2 separate regions of the Oryctolagus cuniculus genome follow, and region 2 is linked to region 1. Evidence: chromatin contacts called from public Hi-C data. All regions are on one chromosome and are shown on one strand. The core of a region is the stretch at or near the end of the contact, and the rest is flanking DNA. Distances in the headings are between cores, read along the strand shown. Region 1 has its middle 100 kb from the start of CAST. Region 2 holds the start of LIX1 (limb and CNS expressed 1).

Region 1 (2,727 bases), core at 218-2,717:
CAGCGCCCCGACCAAGACCAGAACCCGGTGTGCCGGTGCTGCAGGTGGAGGATTAGCCTATTGAGCTGTGGCGCTGGCCTAAATAAAATCTTAAAAAAAGAATAAGACAAGAGATTCCTATTCAAGAAGTTCTAAATCACATTTTAATCTTGGAGTTGTCCTCCCGACTCCTGTGGACTAATATTGGATTAGGGTCCACACATCTGCTGCCCTAGAGGGTGGAGGGGAGGAGAGGGGAGGGATAGGGGCTGGGCATGAGCCCTCACCTGGAAATCTGCTCCCCTACACAGAGGCGGGCCTTGCTACGGTCCCCTTGCAGATGCCTTCACTCCCCCGCCCAAAGGAGCTTCTGCCCTCCGTGGGGCTGACCTGGTGGCTGGACCTGGTTGTCGTCCAGCTATGGAAATGTGAGCCCTTCAGCTGAATCGCTTGCCACACTCTTCTCCTTTGCCATACACCACACACAACTGCTTAAACCACTAAAACAAGCTTTACATTTCCCTAGTACAACACTTCATATTTTTTAAAGAGACTTATTTGTTTGAAAGGCGTAATTACAGAGACAGAGGGAGAGACATGGAGAAAGAGAGAGAGAGAGAGAGACTTCCACTGGCTTGTTTACTCCCACGAATGGCTGCAATGGTCAAGTTGGGCCAGGCTGAAGCCAGGAGCCTGGAACTCCATCCAGATCTCCCACGTGGGTGGCAGGGACCTAGGCAGTTGGACCATTTTCTGCCACTTTCCCACTGCATTAGCAGGGAGCTGGATCAGAAGGGGTGCATCCAGGACTCACGTGGGATGTCAGAGTTGCAGGCAGTAGCTTGCCCTGCTTCATCACAGTGTTTTAAATGCACTGATACTGATGCCTGCTTAAAGATACAAAACATACATACTGAAGGGGGGGTAGAGTGGCTGCACTCTGTCTCTTCCTATCTTAGCTTTCCCGTACTGAATGCTGTCTGCGGTGCTTCCCAATGTAAGGCACTTCACGATGGCCAACGTGTGAGAGTGCCCAGTCGGGGCTTTCTCCATGAGACTTAAGGGATGTGCAGACCTCCCCCAAATGGTGCACCTGCTTGTGTATGCGGGTGTGGACTTTTCTAAGGAGAAGGTCTTCAGCTTTTACTACATTCTCAGGGGAGCCTGTGACTAAAGACATTCAAGAACTACTAGGTAGAGTGAATAGGATCTAACTGGGAATATATATATACACACATATATATATATATACATATACATATATTTAATGAAAGGTGTCTTTGTTTTATAAGGTGATTCACAGTAGCCACCTGTGCCAGGGCATTAGCCTGTGATTCAAGCCGTGGCCTTGGCCTTAGTGGCCCAAAGGAGCAGGTAAAGAGCTACGAGGAAGGTGTGGTCAGTCAGGGCAGCTCCCGGGAAGCGCAGCCCTTAGTTCCAGTCCTGGGCGCCACGCCCTGTTCTGAGAAGCCTGGCGTCACCAGATCCAGAGAGAGGAGCCCATTGCCAAAGGCTTTCTCATTCTCTTGGCCAGCAGTCTATCTCACTTATGACTGGTTTCTCATTTCTTTCTTTTCTTTTTTTTCTTCAATTATTTATCTGAAAGGAGAGAGAGAGTTCCCATCTGCTGATTTACCCCCACCCATGCTGGCAAATGACCCCCTCTCAGTCAGGCCAAAGCTGGGAGCAGAGAACTGAATCCAGGTCTCAAACGTGGGTGAGAGCTGCCCCCTAGGGTCTGCATCAGCAGGAAGCTGGAGTCGGGTGCCAGATACAGGAATCGAACTCCGGGAACTCTGGGGCGAAGGGTGGTGTCTTCAGCACGAGGCTAAACACCACCCCTAAAGAAGCATATATTTTAACTCCTTTCCCACGGACTTTTTGAAGCGTCCTCATCTTGCAGCTGAAGGTCTAAGACCTCGGGGGTGGGTTCCTACCCCGAAAGCACAGTTGGCAGCCACGTGACTTAGGAGGAGTGGTCTGACCGCCTTACCTTGCAGTTCACTCTTCTGCTGGGTGAAGGGGATGCTTCTGCCTGCCCCATGGAACTGACCTGAGAATCGAAAGTGACGAGAAACACAAAACAATCCGCTCAGGCATCAATGTGGCAGGCCCAGAGGAGGACGGTGGCCATGAAAGAGGCCAGCAAAGCACCTGCTCTGCTCCTTGCCAGCCCTGACCCTTGCGCAGGACTCACAGATAGGGCCAGAGTTATCAGAGGCACCTGCCTAGGACACTGTCCCCTGCGTGTCCCTTCCATGCTACAACGGACGCTTTCTAGAGCCACAGAAGATCATCTAACACCTTGAGGCTGGCCTGTGAACTCTGACAGTGGGCCGGGTACATGGCTTTGAGTCCCAGTACTGTGGCCCCTGTTCTCTGTCCCCCCTCTTTGTCAGAAAATGCTTGAGTCAGGAGCTGTTTAGTAACAGGTGCGCTGGTGATCTCTCCTGAGTCTTTGCTCAGGAGATGGCGTTCCTCCAGCCGGCCCCTCTGAGGCTCCTTGGCCTGGACCCTGAGGCCCAGGGGGCACAGCAGGGCCAGCTCTCTCTTGGTGCCAGTCTCTGTCGTGGGCAGCCCACATTGCTCCTTTCTGTTTCGCTCTCCATGATGGCATTGCCATCCTGGTTGAAGCAATGTGGCAGCCAGCGTTGACTACATCAAGCAGATAGACTGTTATCACAGGGTATGGGCAGAGGAGGAGGTGGAACTTCCCCGGGACAGCGAGCAACACCGAAGGCCAAGGCC
Region 2 (2,938 bases), core at 424-2,923, 550 kb before region 1:
GGAGTGAACCAGCGGATGGAAGACCTACCTCTCTCTCTCTCTCTCTGCCTCTCCTTCTCTCCCTATGTAACTCTAACTTGCAAATAAATAAATCTTTTAAAAAAAAATCTTATGGAAGTTGGAGATTAGCTTTAAGAAAGTCTTACCTTTCCTTGTAGTTAGCTTTAGCAGGGAGTATCTTTGAGTTGATCATATTGATTTGTATCTTTCAGATCAATGAATGGATATGAGGTTGAAATAGAAGTGATTTGTCAAGACCAGTCCAGCCTTGAGGAAATAAATATAGGGCTTTCCAGAAGACTAGACTGTCGCTCCCCCTCTTCGTGGAGGAACGACACAGGACCCTGCGCTGTTCTTTCGTCTGCTCGGCCCTCCCCGGGTTTGCTGCTGGTTCTTCCCGGGTTGGCTACTGTCCCTTCCACCTCCGTGGAAGGGCAGTTCCCCCTGGCCACATTCCCCACTTACGCAGGGGAGCGGCACACCGCCGGCCTGCTCTCTCGGGGGCTGCACAGGTGTTCCTTCAGATGTTCCCCTTAGATGTTCCTGGTGAATGCCGTCTCTCTCCTCCTTTATAGTCCTCCTCCGCCAATCCCAACTCGGCTGCCCACACGCCGAGTACGCTGCTCTCCTCCAATCAGTAGCAAGTCCTACAGTTTATTGGTTGAACTGGAGGCAGCTGTGCGGAAGCTGTTTACTTCTCTCCCAGCACCATATTGTGGGAGAGCAGATGCATAGAATAAGTCTTAATTCCAGTAACTCAGTCCAGTCCGGGGCTGCTCCCCACACTAGACAATCTGTTCTAATATTTGTGTCCATTTATGATGTAGTCATGGAACCATAGATATTAGAACTGATTGAGAGCATCCAGCTTAACTTAATAAATTGGTTGATGAGGACTGTGAGCCCAGAGAAGATAAGTGGCTTCTTCCTCAAGGTTATACAGATAACAAAATTCAAATCCTAGGTCTTATTGATCCTAAATTCAGTGTTCCTCTCACCACATTGTACAACATATATATATATATATATATATAATATATAAATACATATATAACATAATGTATACATATATTTTAAAGATTTTTATTTATTTGAAAGACAAAGTTTCAGAGAGAGACAGAGATCTTCCATCTGCTGGTTCACTCCTCCAGTGGCTGCCAGTGGCTGGGGCTGGACCAGGTCAAAGCCAGGAGCCTGGAATTCCTTCTGGGTCTCCTATGTGGGTGCAGTGGTCCAAGTATTTGGACCAGCTGCTGCTGCTTTTCCCAGGCACGTTAGCAAAGAGATGGATTGGAAGTAGAGCAACCAGGACTTGAACTGCACATATATGGGATGCCAGCATCTCAGGTAGTAGCTTAATCCATTATGCCAGCCGCTAAAATATTTTTAAGTACTGCTGGAATTAAACTTACACCCATAGAAATGCCCATTTACTGATTGAATTCCAAGCATCATTCATTTCTTTTTTTTGTTTGTTTTGTTTTTTTTGTTGTTGTTGTTGTTTTGACAGGCAGAGTTAGACAATGAGAGAGAGAGACAGAGAGACAGAGAGAAAGGTCTTCCTTCCATTGGTTCATCCCCCAAATGGCCGCTGCAGCCGGTGCGCTGCGCTGATCCGAAGCCAGTAGCCAGGTGCTTCCTCCTGGTCTCCCATGCGGGTGCAGGGCCCAAGCACTTGGGCCATCCTCCACTGCCTTCCCGGGCCACAGCAGAGAGCTGGACTGGAAGAGGAGCAACTGGGACAGAATCCGGTGCCCCAACCGGAACTAGAACCCAGGGTGCCGGCGCCCCAGGTGGAGGATTAGCCTAGTGAGCCACGGTGCCACCGGCCATTTCTCCTGCTTCTTTAACAAAAACATTAAATATATTGGTTTCCAATTCAGTATCACACTGAAAGTATTTACATTCACTCATATTTTGTGTCCAAGAATTAGAGTTTTTGTCTACAAACCATAGTTTGCATTTTAAACTATAAACTCCTGGATGGCAAGGATCTTGACCATGTTCACTTTTGGTACAGCCCATGTAGAGTGCACTGTGGAACCCTAAGCAAGTATCTCAGCATGAAGTGCTACTTCTTTCCAGTTCTTTCTAGATTATATCCATTTATAGATAGATGATAATGATGATGGATGGATGGATGGATGGACAGATACATCCATCAGTCGATCAACAGATAGATAGATGTCTTTGTGGTCTGGGGCAGCCCCATGCTTGTGTATTTTGTGTGACATACATTCCCTATGAGCATTTGCTATGTGAAAATCATGATAGCCCCATTCTTCCACCTTCTTTTTATTAGGCCCAGACTTCTACCAAATAGCTGAAGAAACTGATCACATGGAAGGCATTTTTATATAGTCTTTATTTAAAGGATTGGTTTCAGTTCTTCATAAAACACAGCATAATTATGGAATCTGAAAGTTGGAAAGCAATTTCTTATGTCTACCCTGGGAAAAAAATTTAAATAAAGAATTCCTCAACAACCCTCCAACAACTACCACAGGTTACAGCCTTTAAAATGAGTTATTTTGTATTTGCTGTAGCTTTTATTGCAGTGCAATCATGTGACTTCTATTTGTGTCTCCTGTAGGAAGAGCATTTAGCAAATCGTAATGGGTGGTGGCCAACACTGGTAGAAAAAGCAGCTCTGTTTTCTTAAGATCTTTTAATAGCTACTTATAATCTTTGGAAAAGTAGATTTTTTTTTTTGCTTCTACTGAAATTTTTAGAAAGAATTATCATGAAGTAAAAGGAAGTGAATGATATCAGAATTAATTAAAGTCAACCTTGGAGATGATTTGCTTTGAAGGGCAAAACAGGGAAACAAGTGTTCCCAGGCAGGCTGTGAGACAGTCTCGCAGGTCGTGCTTGCCAGAGTTCATCAGAAGCGACTGTAATGTGGGGAAGAGGGGTGGGAGCTCACCCGTGGCTTCCA

The links. A called contact is a pair of places that touch in the nucleus more often than the background predicts.
Region 2: a Hi-C map of embryonic fibroblasts shows a contact between it and region 1, with 5 times the contacts expected there. The contact joins the promoter of LIX1 here to the enhancer-like site in region 1. A contact is called at or near these places in 2 of 6 Hi-C or Micro-C datasets (embryonic fibroblasts and skin fibroblasts).

The regions. Positions count from the first base shown.
Region 1 is chr14:19,258,386-19,261,112 of mOryCun1.1, reverse strand. No RefSeq gene overlaps it. Among named protein-coding and RNA genes, the nearest start is that of CAST, 100 kb to the left of the region's middle. Within about 2 kb of position 1,467, at least 1 of the 8 cell types and tissues checked has an H3K27ac peak or open chromatin away from gene starts, as enhancers often do.
Region 2 is chr14:19,809,703-19,812,640 of mOryCun1.1, reverse strand. LIX1 (limb and CNS expressed 1) reads left to right here and starts at 1,673. Exons shown (of 6, transcript XM_002713928.5): 1 at 1,673-2,938. The region is part of intron 10 of RIOK2 (RIO kinase 2); the gene reads left to right.